Regions from separate parts of the Mus musculus genome. Here region 1 is linked to region 2. The links are chromatin contacts, called in public Hi-C maps. All regions are on one chromosome and are shown on one strand. The core of a region is the stretch at or near the end of the contact, and the rest is flanking DNA. Distances in the headings are between cores, read along the strand shown. Region 1 has its middle 35 kb from the start of Hk1. Region 2 overlaps Hk1 (hexokinase 1).

The links. A called contact is a pair of places that touch in the nucleus more often than the background predicts.
Region 1: a contact with region 2 is called in a Hi-C map of trophoblast stem cells, with 2.1 times the contacts expected there. The contact joins two enhancer-like sites. A contact is called at or near these places in 24 of 39 promoter capture datasets (the 3T3-L1 cell line, 3T3-L1-derived adipocytes, the C10 cell line and 15 more), 5 of 15 datasets of contacts at CTCF or cohesin (the NIH/3T3 cell line, embryonic stem cells, large pre-B cells and 2 more), 125 of 484 Hi-C or Micro-C datasets (the 3T3-L1 cell line, 3T3-L1-derived adipocytes, the 4T1 cell line and 68 more), 15 of 115 datasets of contacts at active chromatin or transcription factors (the HPC-7 cell line, Th17 cells, acute myeloid leukemia and 8 more) and 5 of 9 other capture datasets (adipose tissue, embryonic stem cells, liver and 2 more).

What each region holds. Positions count from the first base shown.
Region 1 is chr10:62,372,235-62,378,523 of GRCm38.p6, forward strand. It overlaps a transcript of Hk1 not described here. Among named protein-coding and RNA genes, the nearest start is that of Hk1, 35 kb to the left of the region's middle. Within about 2 kb of position 2,952, at least 3 of the 459 cell types and tissues checked have an H3K27ac peak or open chromatin away from gene starts, as enhancers often do. A contact at or near this core is called in trophoblast stem cells, where this site is marked.
Region 2 is chr10:62,275,091-62,280,727 of GRCm38.p6, forward strand. It overlaps Hk1 (hexokinase 1), which reads right to left. Exons shown (of 18, transcript NM_001146100.1): 15 at 591-774. Among named protein-coding and RNA genes, the nearest start is that of Tacr2, 25 kb to the left of the region's middle. Within about 2 kb of position 3,006, at least 15 of the 459 cell types and tissues checked have an H3K27ac peak or open chromatin away from gene starts, as enhancers often do. A contact at or near this core is called in trophoblast stem cells, where this site is marked.

The sequences.
Region 1 (6,289 bases), core at 1,702-4,201, 97 kb after region 2:
CAAGACAATCAGTGTGGCCCTGAACTCACTTATGCCATCAGGATGACCTTGAACTTAGGTTCCCCCCGCCCCCCCCCCCCCGCCTCTACCTCCTATGTGCTGGACAACAAACATACGAGGGCTTTGTGCATGGAGGCAAGCACTCTACCAATCAAGCCACGTCCCCAGCTACCAAAGCACGGAATGTTCAGGTTTGGGCTGGGAGGTGGCTAAGTGGGTAGAGCAGTTATCACATAAGCGTTAGGACCAGGTTGGGATCCCTAGAGCCCATGTAAAAGACCCACACAATAGTGACCGTCTCCCATCACAGTGTTTCCACAGAGGGATGGAAATCAAGATATGAGAAGACCCAGAAGTCCCTGGGCCACCTGGCCTGCAGTACACAGTGACAAAGGAGATAGAAGATGGGGGCTAAGATTGTCCTCTGTCCCCCATGGCCTGGACATGTGTGACCCCCATTTGCACCACTCACACAAAGATTTTTTTTTAAGTGTCCATGTTAATGGACACAATGGAGCCTGTGAAGCCGTGGTCAGGAAGAGAGCACTCAGGGCGTCAGGAGAACTAGGTGTGCTAGAGAGTGCTTCAGACCCCTCCTTCCCGAATCTGTCTTGCTCTCCCCTGCTCAGTGGGGATAAGGGCTATTGTTATCTCATTCTGTTCTACACTGGTCTGGGGGTGACCCTGTTCTTCCCCCAGCCACCCTACTTCTCTGCTTTTTTTTTTTTTTTTTTTTCGAGACAAGGTTTCTCTGTGTAGTCCTAGCTGCCCTGGAACTCACTCTGTAGACCAGGCTGGCCTCGAACTCAGAAATCCGCCTGCCTCTGCCTCCCAAGTGCTGGGATTAAAGGTATGCGCCACCACACCTGGCTGTTCTCTGCTTTTCTAAAGTCAAGTTTTCATAAAGCTTACAGCCTGAAAGAGAGATGCTAAGAAATCCCACAAGTCACAGGGACCAGCTGCAAGTGGCAGCTGTCCTGAAGAGACTAGGGACCCCCAAGCTAATCCTGCAAGGCTTCCTGGAGGAGGCAGCTGGAACTGGGCCAGAGTTTTCCTCAGAGGCCTTTCTTTGAGCAGGGGCCAGGTGAGCCTTGATTCAAAACAAAACAAAACAAAACAAAACAAAACAAAACAAAAAAACAAAAGGCAAAATATATTCTCTTCTGACCTGCACAGATACTGCACACATGTGGTATATAGACATATTTGAAGGCAAAATACCCAAACACATAAAAATTTTCTAAAAATCTTAAAAAATAGTTCTCAGATGGTCTAGTCGGCCATCACTGGAAAGAGAGGCCCATTGGACTTGCAAACTTTATATGCCCCAGTACAGGGGAATGCCAGGGCCAAAAAGTGGGAGTGGGTGGGTAGAGGAGTGGGGGAGGGGTATGGGGGACTTTTGGGATAGCATTGGAAATGTAAATGAGGAAAATACCTAATAAAAATATATTTTTTTTAAAAGTCAGTGCCTGAAGTGAAAAAAAAAATAGTTCTCTCTAGGGCTGGCAAAATGGCTCAGTAGATAAGGAGCTCAGAACGCACACGGTGGAAAGAGAGGATGTATTCAAATTGTCTTCTGACCCCTACATCTGCAGAGCAGACACAGAACATAAACAATAGAATATAATAAAGAGATGTCAGGATAGCATGCAAGTGTAAGTCAAGGAAATGTCTTTTCAAGACCAAGACAAGGTCTCTCTGTGTAGCCCTGGCTGTCCTGGAACTCACTATGTAGACCACTGGCCTTGAACTCAGAAAGGTCTGCCTACCTCTGACTCTCTCCAGTGCTGGAATCAGAACCTGGCCTTAAGGAGAGTTTGTAAACTGAATTTTCTTTGGCATTTGTGTGTGTGTGTGTGTGTGTGTGTGTGTGTGTGTGTGTGTGTGTGTGTATGTGTGTATACACGTGAACACACTTGCGCATAGTGCACACGTGAAAGTCAAAAGACAACTTGTGGGAGTGGGCTCCAGGGATCAAACTCAGGTCGTCAGGCTTGGCTGCAAGCACGCTTACCCACGTGGCCATCTCACTGGACCTGCCTGGATGTCGTCTGAGACATGAGCCCGAGGTGGAGAGACGAGTATCTCATATCAGAGAGAGCCTGCCTGCAGCTCTGTAAGAATCCCAGGGCAGGCCTCCCTCTCAGCGTCACCATCCCAGCAGCAGCTCCTGTGGGGACTCTCTGGGTGCCACCCTCCGGAGGAGATGCCACCCCCTAAGGCAACAGTTCTCAACCTTCCTAAGGCTGCGGCCCTTTAATACAGGTCGTGGTGACCCCCAACCATAAAATCGTTTTCATGGCTACTTCATAACTGTCATTTTGCTACTGTTAAGGACCATCATGTAAATACCTGCAGGGTATCTGATATGCAACTCCTGAAGAGGCCTCGAGACCCACAGGTTGAGAACCACTGACTTTAGTGTCCCTGACACAGCCCTGGCCAGAGGCAGACCTCAGAACTTACTATGAAATGCTGCCTGGAGACTTCTCAAATCAAGATGGTGTCTGGAAAGTCCAGTAGGAACCCCTCTTCCAAAGCCGTAGTCACGGCTTCTTCCACGTTCTTGCTGTTGCCAAAAGTTGACCACCTGGTCTCAGAGCTTCACTGAGCGCCAGACAGAGCCCTCCTCTCCCCAGGTCCTCGACCACTCAAGCCAAATCTGCTTTGCTTTCACCCAAACGAAGCAAACCCAAAATCTCCCATCCTACCTCAAGTCATTGAATCCAAGCACTTCACAGAGGAAGCAAAAAGACTTCCAAATCTCACTCTTAACAGAAATGCCAGCTATGTGCTCCCACAGGCGTCCAGCCCTGGAGGCCAAGGGCCGCTGGGCTGTCTCACTGGTTTCCCAGCTGATCTACAATTCAATTCTCTTTTGTGCACAATCCCAGACACTGTCTAACAGTTCAGATCCAAGCTTTCATCCCAGGGCAGTCCAGCGCCTTAGCCTCAGGCACTCCCTGAGCTCAGAAGCACACGCAGAGACCGAGGACAGAGCAGAATCAAGGCCAGAGACCGACTACGTCGCTTCATTGGTCTTGGACAGAGAAGGCGGATTTCTGATCTGTTTTAGCATCAGTTGCGTTCCGGCTCTGGAGGGAAAGGCTGTGAGAAGTCAGAAGATGGCCAGATCAGAGCCACAGGGCCCTCACAGAATTTCAAACAAAGCAGATTAAAGGCAGAACATTCAAGGCAGCCGTTATGTGAGTGACGGGTGTTCTGGGTGTGAGACTGGCAGTTGGATCCAAGAAGATGCTGAGTCTGACCTGGGGCGTGAATGAATGACCTGTTGGCTTCCCGGGGAACTGTCCTTTGTCCTCTGCTTCAAGCCCATGCCAGGCTCACCCCAGAGTGCCCACTATTCCTCTCTACAGTTACTATAACGTAGATGATTTTCATCAGTACTGAGGTACCTAGAAACCAGGGTTATGTCTCTACTTATAAGGGGTTATATAAAATGCAAAAAAAAAAAAAAAAATTAGCACGCATCCTAATGGTTAGCCATGCTGTTCTGTTAAGAAAAGTAGAAGTTTTAAAAACTTTTTAAAAATTCACTTTAAAGCTGCACTTTACATCCCAGTATCAGTCCCCCTCTTCCTCCCAGTGCCCCCTTACATAGGTCCTCCCCTCATCCCTCCTCCCCTCCTCATCTGAGAAAGGGGAGTCCCCTCTAGGTATTACCCCACCCTGGCACATCAAGTCACTGCAGGGCTAGGCACATCCTCTCCCACTGAGGCCAGGCAAGGCAGCCCAGTTCGGGGAACGAATCCACAGGCAAGCACAGAGGCAGGGTCAGTGCTCACAACGGTTGTTGGGGGACCAAGCTGCACATCTGCTACACATGTGCAGGTGTGTGTGTGTGTGGGGTGTGATAGTAAGGCTTATTGTCAAGCCAAGGACAATGTGTAAAATAAAGTCCCCTCTCTGTGTACCAACTGCACCCCACAAAATAGTCTTTTCTGTAGGTAAAAGACATGGAGGTAGATTGAAATTTTGCTTCTGGGCTGGGGGGGGGGTATCCTCTGCTCAGTAGACAGTAATGGTCTAGCATCATCCCCACCATGAATTAACTCTGCATCTCTGTAAGAAGGGCCCAAGACAATTGCTGCCCGCCCCTTTACTGTTGAGAGAACCTCCAGGCTTCAAGACCAACACAGGTGTCAGTGGGTTCTAAGCACAACGAGGCTCTGGTAAGCAAGGAGCTGAGAAAGCTAGTGGGCTCGCAGAGCCTAGCTCACTCACTCACCAGCCCCTCGGAGTGGGCAGCCTCGACACTGATATACGCTCCCATGGCTACTGATTCCAAACACACTGAAGGCCAACTCCTAAAAGCCTGCCCAGGGGTCCCGAGGCTTGTCCCAGTTGGCTTTGTATCACTGTGATAGACACTATGACCTAAAGTGACTTGGGGTGAGGAGGCAAAGGCTTATCTGGCTTACATTCAGGACACCGTCCGTCACCACCCCAATCGAGGGAAGTCAGCAGGAAGTCAAGGCGGGAACTGAAGAGACCTCAGAAGGATGCTGCATCCTGGCTTGCTCCTCAGGGCTTGCTCGACTGGCATTCTTATACAACCAAAGACCACCAGCCCAGGGGTGGCACTGCCCACAATGAGCTGGGTCCTCACGTCAATCGTTAATCAAGACAACATCCTGAGGACCTGCCTACCAGCCCACCCGATAGAAGCAGATTCTCAGTTGAAGGTTCTTCCTCCCACATGGCTCTAATTCACGCCCAGTAGACCAGGCTGGGTGGGTTGACCAGAGGGCTTCCCTAAGGACTTGGGTGCCCAGGACTCTGCTTTCAAGGTTACCTCCTTTCTCATTTCATCAGAATGACTCAGACTAAAGTGGCCCCAACCCAGAACATTCCAGGATACAGCAGTGGGTGACCCGTGGGTGAAAAGCTTACAGGACAAAAGTCACCAGACGTCCGAGGAAGAAAGCTACCCGAAAAGAATGTCAACAAACTGGGAAATGTGACTTCCAGCACAAACAGCACAGGAGACCAACCGAGGGTGTCAAAGAGGGATGGCAGAGACACTGGACAGAGCGGGGGGTGGGGGGAAGGTATATATGCAAAGTAAGAGCTGAAGTCAGAGGAAGAACTAGAAATACATAAAATAGGTCACGGAGAACTAATAAAAACGTGAAATTGTTCATTGAAAAATAATAAAAACACGGAACCATATTTTGGTAAGGTTTACTTTCTTTGTTAGAATATGAAAATACAGAATAATAAAATAGACTTCAAATTTTAATTTCTTTTTAAATCTCTCTCTCTCTCTCTCTCTCTCTCTCTCTCTCTCTCTCTGAGACAGAGTCTCAGGTCGCCCAGGCTGGTGTCAAACTCACTCTTTACCTGAGGCTGGCTTTGAACACCTGAGTCCCCTGACTCCGTTTTCCATGTGCTGAGATACAGATGTGAACCACTACCCTTGGCTTCAGAAACTGGTTTTTTTTTTTTCTTTAAAAGATTCTGTTTACAGGACCACTGTGCTCATGAACTCCTGGTTTGAATGAATAGGATCAAAATATACTGGATGAAATTTTTAAAGAATTATTAATATTGTAAAAGATAAAGTTTAGACTACAGAAGATCAAACCTGGGATAGATAGATAACCACTGGTTAGATTTAAGACCGGGGCAGAGGCTGCTTAGCTGGGAGATTCTACTGCCCCCCTAGTAAGTGGACAGGAAGGCAAGATAAATACACGAATTTAACGTTCAACAGCAGGGAAGGCAGAAGCAGAAGATCCAGCATCAGGATGGTAAGAGCGTCAGGAAGACACGAAGACGGAGGTTGAAGCTATTTGAATAAAATAGCATACATTCCTCACAGCCTGCAGAAATGAAAAGCCCTGGCCACTAGCGAGAGGTCTAGTGGGAAATGTCTTACATTATGAACTATCATAGACAAAGAGGAACTTCTAAATGTCTCTAGGAGCGAGAGCCACAGTAGGGTCAGTGGCACCTGTGCCTTCATCGTCAATAGCAACCACAGACTTCTTTTAAATTTTGTTTTTATGTTAAAGGGGTGGGTAGCACGCGTCCCCTCGTGCGTGTGGAGGTCAGAGGACAACTTTTGGGAGTCAGTTCTCTTCTCCCATGTTCAGGTTGCCAAGCTTAGCCACAAGTGCCTTAACCCACTGAGCCATCACACTGGCCCAGAAGCTATAGAGATATTTTTATTGAGATTGTTGTAAATGTCTCAAAATGAGGTTTATACCCAGGAGGGCTTCAACATTATGATTACTATTTGGTTCTGTTGGTGCTTGTTATA
Region 2 (5,637 bases), core at 1,756-4,255:
GTGGAGTCTTAAATGGACAGAGAGAAAGTTCTTTGGTTTTTGTATTCATATATTGATGGTTTTGGTTGGTTGGTTGGTTGGTTGGTTGGCTTTTGATGGTTTTGTGGTTAACAGCATGGGGCAAGTCTGGTGAGCCCCAACACTTTCAAGATTAAACTGAAGCCAATTTATTTTCCAAAGGACATAACTCAGATCATCTCGTCCAGGCTATGCCAATGAATAAGAACCGTACTGGAAGACTGGAACGGTCACCTCATTGCTAAGTGGCTACTGTTCTTTCAGAACCAACATGACCTGAGTTGCAAAACTTTGAGCAGCCACAAGGGGGCGCAGGATCTTGTAGTGAGAAGAGAGTCTACCTCACCCACTGAAGTCCTCAAAGGTAAGAGACCTTTGAGGCATGGCTAAACTCCTTCAGTCCCCAAAGGGCAAACTAGGCAGCATGTCCACTGTCACAGTCACTTCTAGGAATAATCCTACCCCATACCAGGAATCAAAAACCCACTTATAACAAAGGGATGGGCTTCCAAGCCCCTGTGCAGCCATAGAATCCAGCCAACCCACTCACGGGCACCCAACAGGCTGATTACCTTTGTTTCCCACTGTTTAGAGAATATTCGTCCACCACTTTGTCGAAGTCTGTTCTGATGTCGTCCAGACAGCCGTTGTCACCAAAGGCACCCCATTCCATATTGATGCACATCTGGCCCTGGTTCCCCTCCACCATCTCCACGTTTTTCATCTCCTCCATGTAGCAGGCATTGCTGCCAGTCCCTAAAACATGGGGACAGAAGGAAATGATGGGGCTGGCACCAGGGGCTTCACACCTGGGGTTCACACTGGGGGAGAGGCTTCGCACTCAGGAAGGGTCCTCACACCCTTCATATCTGGGGGGCTTCATACGGGGAGATGAACACATGGTGGGGTAGGGGGGCTTCACACCGGGAGCTCTGATGCGCAGGGCAAGGGTTGCTTACAATTTTTAAATTAGTTGTCATACACACACAGATTTGGATTAAGTATACCCCCTCTCTTCCAGTCCCTCCCCCATCCTCTATCACTTTTTCCCTCTCAACTCTCTGTGGTGCCATCTAAACACGCCCACTGAGCACAGCTGATGCTGCCTGCATGTGGGCTAGGACCCGGTACTGGAGCACAGGGAGGTTTTCTCAGGGTCCCCATCTCCAGAGAAAACTGAAACCCTGACTCTCGTCCCCCCAGCAGCCATCAGGTGCAGTGCCGGCCAATAGCTCCTCAGCTAGTGGTGGGATCGTGACCCTCCTGCCCCTCGACTATGCTGGGATCTTGTCTGCCTTGATCTTGCACAGGATCTGCCTGCAGTCAGAGCCTCCGATTTCATGTGTGCAACTGCCCTGTCATGTGTGCAAAGATCCTTTTTTTTTAGACTAGCCAACCACCTCTGGCTCTTATAACCATCTGCCCCGTCTTCCACAATGATCCTTGATCCTTGGCAAAAAGGGACTGAGTTACTTGCATTCTATCAACTGAACTACATCCCCAGCCCTCACCAGTGTGTATATGGGTGAGGTATACATACATACATACATACATACATACATACATACATACACATACATTATATATGTGTGCATATATGCATACATATATTTATGTTTGGTTTATGAGATAGGGCTTCTCTGTATAGCTTTAGCTGTCCTGGAATTCACTCTGTAGACCAGGCTGGCCGAAAATTCAGAGATCTACCTGCCTCTGCCTCCCGAGTGCTGGGATTAAAGGTGTGCACCACCATTACTCAATCTCTCTCTCTCTCTCTCTCTCTCTCTCTCTCTCTCTCTCTCTCTCTCTCTCTCTCTCTCCCTCCCTCCCTCTCTCCCTCCCTCCCTCCCTCCCCGACCTTTAAAATGTACATTTGGTGTTTGCGCTATGTCTGGGTAAGCAGGTTGGATTCACTGGAATTTGAGTTACAGACAGTTGTGAGCTGCCATGAGGTTGCTGGGAATTGAACTCTGGTCCTCTGGAAGAGCAGCCAACGCTCATAACCACTGAGCCATCTCTCCAGCCCTATAGAGTTTTGGTTGTTTTTTGTTGTTTTTGTTGATTGTTTTTGAGACAAGGTTTCTCTGTGTAGCCTTGGCTGTCCTGGAACTTGATTTGTAGACTAAGCTGGACTCAAACTCACAGAGATCCACCTGCTTCTGCCCCGCTCCCCCCCCACCCCCAGCCCCCAAATGCTGGGATTAAAGGCATGGACCACTACCGTCCAGCTGGGTGTATTTCTTGAAAACAAACAAAACATTTGGTTTTTCCATTGTATCTGGGTACTTACGTTTAAATGGCAAATCTGAGGTAAACGACAAAGAGGGGTGGGTTGGTTGATCTTTAAAACAAACCCTAGCCGGCTGGGTACTTACTATGTTGACTAGGTTGGCCTTGAACTTGCAGCAATCCTCAAGTGTCCACCATTTTGCCTAAAGCCTAACCTGTTGGCCTGTGCAGGGCTATATTTATGTTGCTATACGCTCTTACAACAGAGGAATGTATTGCTACACGCGTGCACGACAGTCTGTGGTACCAGCAAGGCAACGAGCCGCTGAGCAGAAAGGTGGGAAAGTCCCAGCACTTTGAAGCTTGCTGACTAGATGTAGTCACAAGAAGCAAATGAGCAGCGCTTGTGCTCGCACGTGTGCGCGCACACACACACACACACACACACACACACACACACACAGTAGCTAGGAGACTGTCTACTTTTGTCCTTCCACCATTCACTTCTTCTTCTTTCTTTTTTTTTTTTTTTTTTTTTTCGAGACAGGGTTTCTCTGTGTAGCCCTGGCTGTCCTGGAACTCACTTTGTAGACCAGGCTGGCCTCGAACTCAGAAATCCGCCTGCCTCTGCCTCTCAAGTGCTGGGATTAAAGGCGTGCACCACATCGCCTGGTTGCTCATTCACTTCTTGTGACTACATCTAGTCAGCAAGCTTGGAAGTGCTGGGACTTTCCCACCTTTCTGCTCAGGGGCTCCTTGCCTTGCTGAGCAAGCGGCTCCTTGCTGGTACCACAGACTGTTGTAGTCAGGGTTACCACTGCTGTGCTGAAACCACCAACACCAAAGCAACTTGGTGAAGAAAGGGTTTATTTGGCTTATGCTTCCCCATCGCTGTTCATCACTGAGGGAACTCGGGACAGTAACTCAGACAGGGCAGGAACCTGGAGGCAGGAGCTGATGCAGAGGCCATGGAGGGATGCTGCTTACTAGCTTGTTCCCCATGGTTTGCTCAGCCTGATTTCTTATAGAACCCAGGGCCACCAGCCCAGGGATGGCACCACTCACAACGGGCTGGGCCCTTCCTGCATCAATCACTGGTTAAGAAAATGCCCTAGAGGCCTGACTGCAGCCCATCTTACCAGAGGCATTTTCTCAGTTGAGGTTCCGTCCTCTGATGCCTCTAGCCTGTGTCAAATTGACATAAAACATAAAGCCAGACAATACACTGACACCATAGGAGATCTGCTGCTTCTAAGACAAGGAGAATTCCTCTGGGTGGCGTGTGGCTCCCAGGAAGCCTCTGGTTTCCATGTTTAACCTCCCTAGAGCATATCTTACACAGTATCCCCTAAGACTGGGAAGGAGCACCGGTTGGTGCTGTTTTAGCCCACAAGGGGCTGTGGACACAAAATGGGAGGTACATTTTCATAGCAGACTAGTTATTTTAAAACTGTGGTGTATGGAATCAGAATTCACCTTGCAGGGGAGTTCAGTTCTGTTCCTCTACTGTGCAGTGAACCTGGGGTCTGGGCTCAGGCCAGGAGGCTTGGAAGCAGGCACCTTTAGCCACTGAGATCCCGGCTGCTAGCCCTGCCACACAGTCCACTGAGGTCCCCGTTCCCAGCCTAGCATACGGCAGTTTTAACGTCGTGACCTCTGGCTTGTGGTCACTGAGCTTGTCCTACTGCATAGACTGAAAACTCAATCAAGGGGGCATTCCCACAGATGCCCTGGAGCCTGCACTCATGAAGATCTTTGCTAGGTCTCAGAGAAACCCAGGACAAGTCTCACCCAGTACCCGTGGCTCCTCCCACACTTCTCACCCCGCCCCCTACCCATAACCACCTCCTCTCCCCCCAAGCTTTTCTTTCTTATATATAATTCAGCCATCTTGTCCACTGAGCACACTCTCTCTCCTCTCCCCCGCCCTCTCCTCTCCCCCTCTCCTCCCTCCTCCCTCCCCCTACCTCTCTCTCCTCCCTCCCTCCCTTCTCCTCTCCCCTCTGGCTCTCCCCCAACCCCCTCCACTTCTGCTCTCCTGGCCCAGTGTCTTCTGCTAGCCCTGTTCAGTCTGGCCCCTTCCAGATGCCTCTGGCTGAAGTCTCCCTCACCTCTACAATAAAGCCTTCTCAGCAACCAGGCAACCACTTCTGACACTGTAACAAGACCTGCAGGGATATGAGTGAGCTTTCCCTCCATTCAAGGGAATGGCTCCCCACCCTCCCCTACCACTGGATTGTTTCTGGTTTCTCTGTTCCCTTCTACCCAAAGTACAAACAAGGAGGAAAAAAAGGAGCCCTGGAAATAGAAGACACAAAGAAAGCCAATATATGTAAACTGTATTCCCTGGCCATAAGAATTTTAAACAAAGAGGTCGGTTGATGGAGGCAAGAAAAAGCTGGCTGAATCCTGGCACCAGCTCCCCTCATAGGGCAGGAAGGTGAGGCCTGGCCTCTAAGAGAATATGCCCAGTCACGCTGGGTTTGCAGGTCTCACCTACGCCCATCCACAGGCAAAAGGCTGGGCTGGGCAAGGCTCGGTGGTGAATGCTTTGCCAAAAGGAAGAAAGGTATAAAATCTCTGGGGCAGAAGCCAAATACCTTTCAGATAGATGTGCTTCCTGATTTTCTATTTCAACAGTTGTTTCAAGTAGCTTAATAACAAATACAAAGGCTTTCCCCAGTACAGAGGGCAGCCTGTGTGAGTAGCATCCTGATCTTCAGATGCTGGAAATGATCTTGAGGCGGCAGTGACATTTCAAGATGTCCTATAAGTGCTTGCAGGTATTAGTGACTGAGAAAGTGTTTGGGGAGTGCAGTGGTTAACGTGAACTGTCAACCTGACACAACTTAGAATCACCCTGGGAAGAGAGTCTCAATGAGGGACTGTCTGCATTGGGTGGAAAGAGCATCTTATGTGAATTGAAGACCCAGCCCACTGTGGGCAGCACCATCCCCTAGGCAAGGGTCCTAACTGGGTAAGAGGGGGGAAAAATCAAGTTGAGCATAAGTGAATCTGTACATTCATTTCTTTCTACTCTATAATGTGACTAGTTGTCTCAAGTTCTTGCCTATTTGTAACCTGGAACCGGCAGCCAGAATAAACCCTTTCTCCCCTAGGTTGCTTCTGTTAGGCTATTTTATTATATCAGCAGGTGGAGGTGAGGACCAACATCCAACATCCATGGTTGCTCTTGGACCTCCATAGGCACTGTGTGGCACACACACATACAGTTTAATCCTCTTGAGGTGTAGACCTCACAAGACGACAACCTACAGGGTTGGGGTCACTTAGACAGTGGCTACAGACGATGAATGGTCCCCAGGAGCACAGTGGCCCTTCCAAGTTAAACATGGTCAGGAGTGGAGATGGTCTCTACTTCCTTTTTAG